Linked DNA regions of Bos taurus: region 2 is linked to region 1. A link is a contact called in public Hi-C data. All regions are on one chromosome and are shown on one strand. The core of a region is the stretch at or near the end of the contact, and the rest is flanking DNA. Distances in the headings are between cores, read along the strand shown.

The links. Hi-C and Micro-C count contacts between places; a contact is called where the count stands out from the background.
Region 2: a Hi-C map of skeletal muscle shows a contact between it and region 1, with 4 times the contacts expected there. A contact is called at or near these places in 2 of 11 Hi-C or Micro-C datasets (liver and skeletal muscle).

What each region holds. Positions count from the first base shown.
Region 1 is chr5:116,835,691-116,842,372 of ARS-UCD2.0, forward strand. It overlaps GRAMD4 (GRAM domain containing 4), which reads left to right and starts at 2,481. Exons shown (of 19, transcript NM_001102263.2): 1 at 2,481-2,602. The coding sequence starts at 2,574.
Region 2 is chr5:116,874,617-116,881,297 of ARS-UCD2.0, forward strand. The region is part of intron 3 of GRAMD4 (GRAM domain containing 4); the gene reads left to right. Among named protein-coding and RNA genes, the nearest start is that of GRAMD4, 40 kb to the left of the region's middle.

The sequences.
Region 1 (6,682 bases), core at 1,231-3,730:
CATTTTAGTTCACTGATTCCTAAGACGTCAGTGTCCTCTCTTGCCATCTCCTGCTTGACCACATCCACCTCGCGTGGACCTAACGTTCCATGCTCCTAGGCGATATTGTTCTTTACAGCACTGGAGTTTCACCACGAGACGCACCCACAGCTGGGCATCGTTTCTGCTTTGGCCCAGCCTCTTCATGAGTAAACGGCCTTCCATTTTTCCCTAGTAGCATACTGGACACCTTGCGTCCTGGGGGCCTCATCTTCTGGGGTCGTATCTTTTTGCCTTTTCATACTGTTCGTGGGGTTCTCAAGGCAAGAATCCTGGAGCGGTTTACTACCCCTTCCTCCAGGTAACCATGTTTAGTCAGAACTCTGCACCGTAAGTTGTTTGTCTACATGGCCTGGCTCATAGAGGTTCTTTGAGTTACACAAGCCCCTTTGCCTTGACAAGGCTGTGATCCATGAAGAAAAAGCACTAAAATCTTTAGTTTGAGATGTCTGTTTTTGTGATTATCAGTAATCTTTTGTTGTTCATCTACTTTTTCTCTATCTATCCCCCAAACCAAAACTGGTGTATATCCTGTTGTTGTTAAGTCTCTGAGTCCGACTCTTTGCAGCCCCATGGACTACAGCCCTCCAGGTTCCTCTGTCCATGGAATTTCTGAGGCAAGAGTACTGGAGTGGATTGCCGTTTCCTTCTCCGGCTAACCTTCCCGACTCAGGGATTGAACCTGCACCTCCCGCGTTGCGGGTGGATTCTTTCCTGCTGAGCCACCAGGGAAGCCCAAGGCTCCTTTCCTGACCTCTTTGGAACAAGTCCCTCAGAGGTATCTGAAAGGCTGCCATGCTAGGCTAAGTGAGTCTGCCAAATAGAACATAATTCTCGACTTTTAGGCTGTGCAAATTTTTTTCAGTTGACACTTGCCTCAGGGAATGCTTCCGGAGCACTTGAGTTGGGAGACTTGAGGACTGGATTGGAGGTGGGGAGGTGCATTAGGGCATTGGTGTGGTGTGGGGTTAGCTGTGGATTCTCGGAGGTGCCTGGAGGACTCCCGCTGTCACTGGGTTTGCAGCGGAGCAGGGGAGCTGGGCTGAAGACACATAAAGCAGATGGGACGATCAAGGCAGAGCCCAGAGGGCCCAGGGGAGGAGAGGTGGCTGAGAGGGCTGGGGGTGGGGGGGCCTGTGGGCCGGGTCTTTTGGCTCCTCCCACTCTAAGCCCCAGCAGCATTCCCCAGGTCAGGCTTGGATGAGAAATTAATTGTGGGGCCCCCTAACCCAGGATGAGGACTTGTGGTTTTGGAGGTGTGGTCCCCTCTACCTGTGAGCTAGCCAGCCTTAGATTCTGGAGGCTAGGGATGGGCAGGGTTCTCTTTGGTAGGGGGGCTTCCCTGGTGGCTCAGAGGGTCAAGAATCTGCCTAAAATGCAGAAGACCTGGGTTCAATCCCTGCACCGGGAGGATCCCCTGGAGAAGGAAATGGCAACCCACCCCAGTATTCTTGCCTGGGGAATCCATGGATAGAGGACCCTGGAGGGCTACAGTCCATGGGGTCGGGGTCGCAAAGAGGCAGACAGGCCTAGCTTTCTCCCCACCCCCACCCCCATGGTCTCCCCGCAGGGAAGATGCAGGAGAGTGGAGGGTTGGTGGAGGGCATTCCTTGAATGACAAAGGTGCGACTTAGAGAAAGCAGTCCAGATCCTGAGGACAGGGAGTCCCCTCCCTCGGCATGGGGCTCAGCCCTTGCTAGGTATGCCAGCCTAGAGGGGGTGCGTGCCCGGCACCGACCCTCCCCTGCAGGCTCTAGGTTCCCTCCCCTCGTGGGCACCGTGGCGTCAGGGCAAAGGCGGTTTCCTTTGGGATGTGGTCGCCACGGGAGGGTGGCCGTCTTGGACCCAGGTCGGAACCACAGGCGGTCCCACTGCGGCTGCCCCTGGGATGCGTGGCCGGCGGACAGCGGATGAAGGGGCAGCGGCACGCGTGCCCGTGCGTGGCTGTGCCCGTGGCGTCCGCCCTATAGACTCGCGGGGCCGCGAGGCCCTGGGCGCAGGCGGCGGAAGGCCGCCCTGAGGGGCCGCTGCGCGTCCGCGTGGGTGCAGGTGGCGGGGGCGCACGTGCGCCACCCAAACAAAGGCGGCGCCGCGTGACCGCGCTCGTTCTCGCGCGCGGACCCGCCAGGGCAGGCGCGCCCCCGCGGGACCGCCGCGCCGGGGCGGGAGGGGAGAGCCAAGGCCGTGCAAGGGGGCGCGGCTCCTTTAAGGCGCGGCGCGGGGCGTGGCGCGGCGGCGCGGGGCGGGGCGAGCCGGCTCAGGTCTTGGGGCGGGGCGACGCCGGGCGGGGCGTGCCGACGCGGGGCGGGGATTAGGGCGGGGCGGCGGCTGCGCAGGCCAGGCCGGGGGCGCGCAGACTCCGCGCAGCGGGACGCGAGCGCGCGACCTGGCGCCGCCGCCGCCTCCGCGCTAGTGGCCCGGACCCGCGGGGCCGCCGCCTCCTCCGGGCTCCCCGGCGCCGCTCGGCTCCCGCGCGGGCGGCAGGTGCAGCGCGGCCGGGCGGCTGGTGAGGGGCGCGCCGAGGCGGCGGGTGGATGAGAGGTGGCCCCGATCTCCGCGCAGGGTAAGCGGCGCGCGCGCGCGGACGCCCACTCGCCGGCCACGCAGACCCGTTCGGGGGCTGGCCGGCCCGAAACCCGGCAGTGCCCTCCCAGCGCCCGCAGCCAGCGGCCCTCCGAGCCTGGACCCGCGCGGACGCGCCCCGCATACACGCCCCCGGGTCCCGCGCGGCCTGGGCGCGCGTCACGGCCACCCCCCTCCCGCGCGCGCGGGCCCCGGCGTCTCCGGGTCCGCGTCATGCCCGGCCGGCCGGGGAGAGGAGGACGTCCCGTGGGCGCGGAGCCTGAGATGGGAGGTTGGTCGGTGGGGCGCAGGCCGCCGGGTCCAGGCTGGGGCGCGGTGAATGTCGTCTTAGGAGCTCACTCCTGGGGGACACAGGAGAGGTGGAGGGCGACCCCGGCCCCTATGCCCCTGGAGATGACCCCACCAAAAAGTTGCCCTCCCCGCACCCCTCGATTTGCCCCGTCTCCTTTCCCTTTGTCCCGGGCTTTTAGCTGGTGGGGCTTTGCTGGGGCCAGCCTCGCTGGGAGGTGAGGCGTAGAGCAGCAGTCCCCAACCTGAGGCGCCCCCTGACCCGGGCAGGCCCTGCACCCCTGGGCAGGCTTACCACCAGGTGGGCTGGGGCACCTGTCCGTGCCCCGGCCTGGGCCCTGGACCTGAGGGAAGCTGAGCCCACCCTGGAGGTGTTGCCAGCCCTACATTTCCGGAGGCGGGGAGGATTTGGTTTGGGCACACCTTTTGCAGCGCCGGGTTCCTTTCTCGCCTTCCTAGTTCTGTTTATCACTCCCCCCACAAAAATGGAGGTGCCTGGGCCCCAGCCCCCATCGCAGCCCGGCCTTGGGACTTGTCTCAGGCCTGGGCCTGGCAGGATGAGCTGGGCTGTGCAGCGGTTGAGAGAGAAGTTTGGGGTCTTGTCTGCATGGCATCTGCTCGGTGACCTTGGGCAGGAAGGCCTTGAGCCCTCCCTTGCCTCAGTTTCCCCAGCAGTAAGCGGGGAGGGGGCTGACGAGAGCATTAGATGGTGCAGCCCCCACCCCACTTCCAGACTGGACACACCCAGGGCAGAGATCCCAACACCAGGAGAGGCCGCGGTGCCCTTCCCTTCTGGGCGGCTGTTGTGGCCCTGACTCTGCCGTGTGTCCCCGGCCCATCGGGGACACACGGTTCGGCTGGGTGAGTGTGTTCCAGGGGTTTGCTCTTGTCCCCTGCTAGGATGAAACAGTCTCACAACAGGTAGCTGGGACCCTTGGGATCAGGGACCTCGGTAAACCTGCCACTCCTTTCTACCGCCGCCCCTCTGAAGACTCCCTGCCTGGTCCAGGTCGGGGGCCTGGCCTTCCTGACCTTCCCTCTGCCTCGGCCTTGATGTCGCTGCTTCTGCAGCACTGTGCCCGTGGGCAGGGGTCTTGACCCGCAGTCTGGACATTGCTGGACTCATGGGGACAGGGTTTGCCAGCTTGGTCCTGGGGCCTGGGGAGGTGGGTTCTCCCCCCGACCCCCCGCCACTGCCCTGGGCGTCTACGTGGGTGCCTCCCCTCCTCTGCCCTTCTCTCCGCTGGGCTGCCGTGGCTGATGGGCTGTGGGGTGTGGCCTGGGGATGGGCAGGGCCTGTCCCTGTGCAGTCTGCCCTCCCACGCTCCGGAGAGGCATTTCCTGGAAGCCACACAGGGAAGTCTCCGAGTGTGTCCTGCGTGATCCTGGCCACCCTGAGCCTGCATCTCCCACCAAGGCAGGCAGGGGCCCTTCGTGAGAGGAGAACCTGGTGGTCCCTCCAAGCCATTGGCCTGTGAGGCGCTCCTGTCATCTCTTCAGCCAGAGCGGGCATCAGGAAGCCGATGGTCGGCAGCTCCGTGTGACCCCTGCTTCCCCTGCCCTCCTGGGCCTCACCCTCGCCAGTCAGAGACGAGGAGCCCTGGGCCGGCTTTTCCTGAATCACCGTTTCTTGCTGTCTGATGGAACAGAGTAATGGCTCGGGCACGATGAACACAAAGTATTATTAGGTTCTAGTGAGAGTGATGTCGCCAGGGGAGGTTGTAAGCCCGAAGCGCACTTTCTCTTTGTATCCGCATATCTGAGCAATGTTACAGGTGAGGGATCCCAGTGCCAGGCCCAGCGCCCGTCTCGTGAGTCAGTGTCATCGGAGAAGCGCAGGGCTCCCCTCGATGTTTCAGGGTCTGACCCATGTGGGTGGTTCTGAGCACCTGCAGACGGGTGGACGGGGCCACCTGTCTGTCTCCGGTCATCTCGTGGGCGGCAGGGGGCCCCTTCCAGCTCCCCATGCGTCTTGGTTTGGGAGTTCCCTCTTGAAGCCGACTGCACCCAAGCTTTGCGTGGGAGTGGGGTTCCCGTTGTGGAGCGGTGTGCCTCCAGCCAGGCCCTCGTTTCTGGGGGCTGCACCCTCTCGGGGACCTGGGCTGATCTCCATTCTCGCAGGGCTTCTGGCGCTTGAGCCCCTGTGTGTGTCCGGATGGCTGGCTTCTGTGGCGTTGGTGCACTGGGGCCTCCCTGAGCGTCTAGGGGGCTCTGGTCCGCAGAGGGCATGTGCCCGCTGGAAAGGAAGACCCTGTGGGGGTTGAGTGACCGGCCTGCCCCCTGTCCTGTGAGGTGGGCGGGGGCTCCTCACCTGCCGTCCGCAGGAAGGAGACCGTCTGCTCCCCAGCGGGGCTGCGGACAGCCTTAGGTCGTGTAGCAGAGCCTTCCTGTTTTTAAATAATTTAAAAATGAATGGGGGTGGGGTGGGTAATGAGACCTGGGCTGTGAAGGTGCTGACAGGAGGAATACAGACGCTCTGGCCCGGGGCGAGCAGCTTCTGTTTATGAGCCCAGACCTGCCGTGTGGGCACTCAGGTGGTGCTCCGAAGGCCTTTGGTCGGGGACTCGAAAACCGCTTGGGGCCTTGGGCAGCACAGAGGGTCGAGGTCTGAGTTTTCCTCGGCTTTTGGGTGGTATGGCAGTGGCGGCTCTCCTTGGGTCTTTGTCCTGGGCAGAATCCAGAAAATGCCCTCGTACCGGGGGTGACAGTTCAGGTGCTGGCTGTGGAGCAAGGAGGAGGCCCAGGTCCGTGACGGGGATGCTCACTTCGTGACTAGGGTGGTGAAGGCCCAGCCAGCCCAGCGGAGGGGTGGCCTGGCCGTCTGCTCGGAGCTGGCCGCTGTCGGAGAAGGGCGATTGGTTCACTTGAGAACTTAAAGGCAGGCCGTCCGACTTCTTTTACAGACAGAGATGGAGCAAGAAAGTGAGGGTTTCCCTAATTAGAGAAAACCGTGTTCTCCGCGCCTCCAGCGTCGGCGCGTGGACTGAATCAAGGGGCCGGGCAGCGGCTTGGGACTGTAATTCACCACTAATGACAGTCGCCGTCTCGGGGCTCTCGTTAAGACTGTTTGGCCTTTGAGTTATAATCAGGGTTGTGACTGTGTTTAAGCCCTGTGATTAAAGTCCCCAGTGGTTACACCGGCAGACAAGAAGTACTGGTCTGTCAAAAAAAAAAGAAAACAATGGTAATAGAAACCGCTCAGTTCAGCGTCAGACGACGTGCTCGGCGCCCACGGCCGGCGTGGTGCTCACAGCCTAGCTGTCACCCTTCCCGCGGATGCAGAAACTGGAGAGGTGGGCGGCTGGTCTCAGCCCCCAGTGACCTAGGTGGCTCAGCCAGGATGGGAACTCGGGTGTTTGGCTGCAGAGGCAGTGCTCTTGTTGATCAGGGGAATTTCTGGGGGTTTGTGAAAGAAACACAAGGAGTAAGTTTACGGTCATGATGAGAAGTCTCTCTGCCGTCACAGGTGTGCTGATGGCAAGAGCATCCCTTAGCCCAGGCCTGATCGTGTCGCCTGCACTTCACATGATTGCTTTTCATCATAGCTGGAGCTCGGGGCTGTTATTAGCTCCCCTTACAGATGAGGCAGCCTGGGCACAGGGAGGTTAAGTAACTTCCCTGAGGCCACACGCTGGTGAGTGGCAGAGTTGGGTGTTTGTTCTAAGCTGAGTGCCGTACGCAGGGCGGGGTCAAGTGGAAAATGCCCAGTCTGTCGCTGTGTGCTCTTGGGCAAGACGCTTAGCCTCTCTGGGCCTCGGGAACCAAAGGTCTA
Region 2 (6,681 bases), core at 1,460-3,959, 39 kb after region 1:
TGTTTCCTCAGGATGAGGCTGAGGTCAGAGCGTCCTCAGCACATCTGACCTGGGGGTCTGGGATGTCATTTTGTCCCGCCACGCACACTGCCGTGTTCATTCTAGAATTAGATGCAGTGTTGCGGTGGTCTGAACTCTTTCCATGTTTCCAGAGTCAGGGAATAGTCAGAGACGTCAGCCGTCTCTCCAGGGTCCCTCAGTCCCTCTTCCCATGAAGATAACCAGTCGTCTGTAACCGCACAGCTCGTCCTTCCATCGGTTTCTACAGAAGCAAATAAATCCGTATCTGTGCACCTCAGATGGGCTTCCCGGATGGCTCGGTGGTAAACAGTCTGCCTGCCAAGCAGCAGACACACATTCGATCCCTGGGTCAGGAAGATCCCCTGCAGAAGGAAGTGGCAACCCACTCCAGTGTTCTTGCCCGGAGAATCCCATGGACAGAGGAGGGTGACAGGCTGCAGTCCACGGGGTCACAAAGAGCTGGACGTGGCTTGGCGATCAAACAACAGCAAACCAGCCCTTCAGATCTATGTTGGCATGCTTTCCCCATGCTGCGTCACACTGTGGAGGCCTCTCCGAGTGGTTCTCCAGCCCTTCATATCCACGTTGGCATGCTTTCCCCACGCTGCGTCACACCGTGGAGGCCTCTCCGACTGGTTCTCAGAGCTCTTCCGGTCCCACGTGGGTTGGCCCTGTGGCTGTGGTGTGGGCAACCCGCCTGCTCCCTGCAGCCTGTTCCGTGGCTACAGGTGGTAACTGCACCCCTGCAGCCTGTTCTGTGGCTACAGGTGGTTCTTAGCAGGAAGTCTGGAGAGTGTGGCTGTGCGTCTTCCTCTACCCTGAGCATCTAACCCGAGGCTCCGATCGGAGCTCCGTGCTCGGAAGGAGGTGTTGCAGGGAAACCTGGTCAGAGTTGGAGTCTGCACAGAGCCTGTCCCTGCCTCCTGTCTCTTCATCCCGGTAGCCAGGGGAGCACAGTGTGGAAGGAAGGATGTCGGCGCCCTGTGGACCCACAGAGGTGTTTTGGTGGCCTCTGAGCCTGCATCTGTGTGCTGGGCGGGCCAACCCGCCCGGGTCTGCAGGGGGTGGTGGTGGTGGCAGGGAGCTTTGCTCGGAGGTGGCCCCAGGCTTCTGGCTTCTGACTCAGCCCCGAGCGGGCGGGTGGTGTGGACGTCCCACCATCCAGAGCCTGGCCCCCCGCCATCTGTAAAGCGCCTGAGTGGTCTGTGTTAAAGTTCCATTCAATTACCCGTAGTACTTTTTCTCCAAAAGCAGACTGTTATTCTTCTCGGAGAGGAGGAAATAGCCCAGGCTTACAGCGGCTTTCTTTAGTTATTAAATATTGAAGAGTACAAGTGTTCCTGGGAGGAGATGGCGAAGGGATGAAGAATGGGAGATTGCAGTGGGTCCTGGCTCAGGACCAGGAGCAGGAAGCTAAATTTGTTAAAGAAGCACATAAATAAATGAAAAGCCACCATCCATTTTCATTTCGGCCGAAATGCATTTCAGTTGTTACTGCTGTTTGGGCACGGACACACGCAGACTGCTGCGCGGTTTCTGAGCAGGAGCGTGCATTTACCGATCGCCTGCTGGGTACGGGCTCTGGGAAGGGAAGTGCTCCTCCATCGTCAGCTGCACGGGCAGGCGCCTCCCAGAGTGACCTGCACGGATTTTGGAGCTTGGAGGGAGCTGCTTCTGGGACCTCAGGGTTGCCAGCCCTGAGCTGGGTGTGGGTTCCATATTGCCGAGCTGTTTCTTCTTCCTGGGTGGACGTGAGGCCTGTGGGCTCCTACCTCGATGGGCTGCAGGGTGGTACCAGGGGTGTGCGGCTCAGCCCCCGGCACACCACTGTGGTCGTTCCTGGGGAGGGAGGCTTCAGCAGTGGGGGGCCCTTTGCCCCTGAGCCGTGATGCTCCCGGGAACTCCCCTTCCTGCCCCGACAAGCAGTGGGACTGTGTGGCCAGCTCTGACGCCGTGGGAGGGCTTCCAGGAGAAGGTGGCTGGGGAGGCGGGCAGGAGGGTGGCCATCAGCCTCCCGCGGCCTGCAGAGCCCCCCTCTGGATGCCGAGGCTGGAAGGAAGGAAATTTCTGGGCGCCAGTCTGGGTGATTCAGGCTGACGAAGCCCTTTCTCACCATTGAAAGCAGCAGGCCTCAGGCCTGCCCAGTGTCTGCCGGTGGAGGCGTCCGGCGGGGCAGCTGCCCACAGCCGGCCGGGGTCGGGGTCAGGTGTGGCATTGGGTGGATACCTCTGCACCCACCCTGCAGATGTCTCTCTGGGGTTCTGGCTCTAAACGAGCAACAAACCAAAAAGGCCCGACCCCGCTCCTGTTTATTCTGCGATGTTGAGCTGAGAGGATAAACTGTCCGTGCCAGAGGCCGGGTCGGACAGTTCAGCTTGGTGGTGATGCATTTATCGAGTGGTTTCTGCGCTTTCGGGAAGACAGCAGATGGGTGACCCAGACAGCCAGGAAGGGAGGAAACAGATCGGATAACCAGCGGACGAAGACGAGATGAAACTGCCCGAGCGTGTCACAGGGGCCTGGGAGGAGACGAAACGGGCCCTGAAGGGCCTGTGTCTGACCCACAGGGCCGGCTCTGAACTGAGAGCCTGTTTCTTGCTTACTCCTGCGAATGTCCGCTCCTGCCTCCCTGCTGGACAGAGGCGAGCTGGCCCTGTGCCCAGCCGGGCACCTCCCCCGCCCAGGCCCCGAGGGCTCGCTCGGCTGGCAGGAGGAGCAGGGTGGGGGCTGGGCACACACGTCCCCTGGGTCGGTGCTGGCCGTGCTCAGAGCCCCGGAGCCTGGACCGGGGCCGTCAGGTCAGCTTGCCACCTCTTGCAGAAAGGCGGCCCCTGGTTCCTGAAAATCAGCTGTTGAGAGTGGAAGCGCGGCCTGGGATCCTGTTCCAGCTTATTTTACATGAGAAACATGTTCACGCTCTGCTCCTTCACCCCAGGCCCCCGGTCGGTTTCCTAAAACGTGTCTGAAAGGCAGTGGTGTGCGGCCTGTCTCGTGGGCGTGTCAGAGCTTAGAGCCGCGCCGCCTGCTGGCTGTCGGCGTGATGCCAGCGCTTCCTGGACGGTGCCTCTGTGTCCAGCAGCCAGTGAATGCTGGGGAAGAGGCAGACGGAAGTTCCCCGCGAAAGCAGGGCCTTGCCTGTGATGAGCTGGCTTCCCCGAGGGGAGAGGGTGCAGGAAGCCACAGGGGGATTGCCACAAGCATGCTCCCGGCTCATGACCCCATACCTGGCGCTTTGGGAAGGCATGGCTCTGCTGCCTTCAGGCTGGGGGAGTGGGTGGGCCGGGCTGGGAGGCCAGGGGCTGGGAGAACTCAAGGAGCACTGAGGAGGGATGTGAAGGGCAGAGCCTGGGACCCCCGGGTGGGCTTCCAGGCGGGCAGCCTGCCACCTGACCACGCCCCAGAAACAGCGCAGCGGGTGGTCCCTGCATTTGCACACCTGGCCAGTGGGAAGCAGTTTTTTAAGGATCATCACTTGATTTTTTATTTTCGGCGGTGGCTGGGGCCTGTTGAATTGTGTGCCAAGAGGACTCTCGCTTGAGAGTTCTACTTTTACGGGTTTAAAAATAGTCTCGGAGCCGTCTTCCTTTCTCGCCTTGTCTTCACCGGGGGCTGGGAAGTGGGTGGGCGTGGGTGGGCATGAATGCAGGTGCCCCCTGGCCCGCCGTCTCCCTGGAGATGGGCCGTGGGGGCGCTGTCCCTGCGCATCTTGGGGAGGCGGAGGGGCTGGACCGCCTGGGCGGGCTGCCTGGGTCCTGGTGGGCGGGTGCAGCAGGAAACGCCCGGCCGCGGGAGCGGTGGTCCTGCGTTCGGGGAGCCGCGTCCGCCTCGTCCCTTTGAAAGCGCTGGTGTGTCGGGTGCCCTGGTAGGGCCCGAGGCTCCTGTTGGAGCGGAGTCTGGCTTGTGTGGCCTCCAGGTGGCACCAAGGAGGCATCTTGGCTGCAGAAACCGCGCTTCCGGAAGTCAGCACAGCAGCTGTGTGTCTGAGGGTCCCTCTGGGCTCACACTGCTCCCCGCTGCCTCCTCCCTGTTACATTCTCTCTGTTCTCGTGGGAGGTGGGCGGGGGCGGGCTGTGTGCCCCTGGGAGCTGGTCCTGGTGGAAGCCGGCTCTGCTCACCTGTCCTGCTGGGTCGGGGCGCAGTGAGGAAATTATGGTGCCAACCTCTGCCCCGGGCATGCCCCGCGATATTAGAAGGTTCGGGGTTTCTGAGTCATGTTCCGGGCGGGATCCTGGCTCCCCTGGCCTCCAGCAGACGTCCTTCCTGTCCCCCGGCCGGCCCTGGCCACCTGCCAGGTCAGCAGACGGCACCAGGGCTTGGAGAGGAGAGCAGCATCAGGCTGGGAGCCGTGCCCCGTGACCCGGGCAAGTCCCGTGACGGCTGGTGCAGCGGCCTTCCCACCTGCCTGCCCATGGCTCCTACTCCAGGGGACCCCCCCACACCTGTGACTGTGTGGGGGCAGGTGTGACGGTCCCTGTCCTGGCCCACCTGCATGGCTGCAGAGGTGCCGAGAGGCTCATGAGAGCCACCTGCGGGTGGGCCTCCAACGGGACACGCTTGTGCGAGTCCCAGGCTCATGGCAGGCTGATTCCGGGATGCCCTCTGCGTGGGTGCTTCTCACCGTGACAGTTTGGCCAAGCTCGGAAGCACCATCAGTGGGGTGTTTGGCAAATCCTGTTTCTGGGTGACGGCAACACACACCCAGAGGTGGGAGGAGGGGGCTGACAGGGGCCCCTGCACCCCCAGAGGCCATGACCTTCCAGAGGAGGGCACGTCTTTGCTTTTTGGCCTCTGCTTACCTCTCCAAGGCCTGGTGCCGTCTCCTGACCTGGCAGGTGGCCAGGGCCGGCTGGGGGACGGGAAGGACGTCTGCTGGAGGCCAGAGGAGCCAGGATCCCGCCTGGAACTTGACTCAGAAGCCCCGAACCTTCTAAAATCGCCAGATTCCTGGGAGTGGGAAGACCCTCTCTGGGCCAGATGGAAAGAGGGGGATCGTCCTTTTCCTCCCAGGCCCTGCTTGGCCTCCTTGGCCCGAGAGAGTTGTGTCTGTGTGGAGTCTGGTGGGCAGAATCCCAGTGCCCACGTCCTCATCACCAGACCCTGTGACTGTGTCACCTTTTGTGACAGAAGGGACGTTGCAGACGTGATTGAGTGAAGGGTCTGTGATGGGATATGGGCCTGGAGTATCCAGGTGGACTCGGGCGTCACGAGCGTCCTCAGGAGAGGGAGGCGGGGGGTCAGAGAAAGAGGAGGAGACGTGATGATGGAGTCAGAGGTTGGGGTGGTATCCCCGATGGCGGGGGTCACAAGCCAAGGAATGTGGGTGCCTCTGGAAGCCGGAAGAGGCTGGGACATGGGTTCTCCCCCGGAGCCTCCAGAGAGGCCAGCCCTGCCCTCGCCTCACCTCAAGCCCCTTGAGCGCCGTTTCAGACTCTGACCGCAGAGCTGTCAGGATACACCCTGCCATGGCGTCGGTGGTGACTCCTTTCAGCAGCAGTAGGAAGTCAGCATGGGGCTCTTTGAGGGGCTCCTCCTGCTGACCCTGTACGTGGCGTCGAACCTCCACCCCCACCTACAGGAGATCCTCATGGCCCCCTGACTGATGGAGCCGGAACGTGTGGGGAGCCCATTGCTGTAGCCAGGAATGTCCGGGGCCTGTGGGCAGAAGGCCAGACTGCCTTGGAACAAGCCACGAGCTGGGCCTGGGGTTGGAGGGTGTCCCGGGGCCCAAGGAGAGACCCGGGACAGAAGCCAGCAGCCCCCGAGGACACGGGCCTGTTGGGAGGCCAGGAGAGGGGAGACCGCCTCCTGAGTGACCAGCCCGGCACTTCCCGCCTGGTGAGGAGCAGCCGCCCGTTTCTTCTCCGTCTGAGTGCAGGAGGAGGAAATTTCTGGGGATTTGCGTTGCCTTTGTCCTGTGCAAGGAGCCAGCAGGGTTCTGCGCTGCAGTTGATGTAAATATGTTGTGGGAGGCAGCAGGCCCGCAGTGTCCACCGTCGTGGGGTCTAATCATCATTCCAGGCTTAGAGGTCACGCAGCCTTGCGGGAGGCCTGTGCTCGGAGGAAGGACTTGAGGGAGAGGAATGATCAGGATGTCGATGGGGCATATTCATTCGTCTTTGTGCCCCCAGGAGAGGAGGCTCCCAGAAAAGGCGGGAAGGCTTCTCCTGGCTTTGCGGTCAGCGGGGATGAGTAGGTTCGCCAGGCTGTGTCCAGAGGTCCCTGTCTGCAGGGCCATTGTCTCCGCACTGGCTTGGGGGGGTGGTGGCTTTGAGGAGAGAGGTGGGCAGGGCTCCTAGAAGGGAGGAGCCGTCGGTTCCGGCTCTGCAGGGTACGCCCCCGGGAATGGGGGTCAGCTTGAGGGGGTGGTGCTGTGGGAAGGCAGAGAGGGCCGAGGGGGCTCTGTCAGGAGCCCAGGGTGAGGTGTCACAGCCCGAGGCCCCCGGCCTCCAGGACTCGGGACGTGAGCATGTCTGCACACTTGCAGCCACACGCAGAGCACCCCCAGGGCTCGGAACAGGAGCTGAGTGACCACACGTGCTCACGTCGGCCCGGGTGCCCTGGCTGACGGTCCTGCGTGCTGGGCCCTAGCTGCTTTTGACCTCTCGCAGCCGAGGGGCAGGGGACGGGAGTTCAGGCGCATTGAGGAAAACGTGGTTTCCT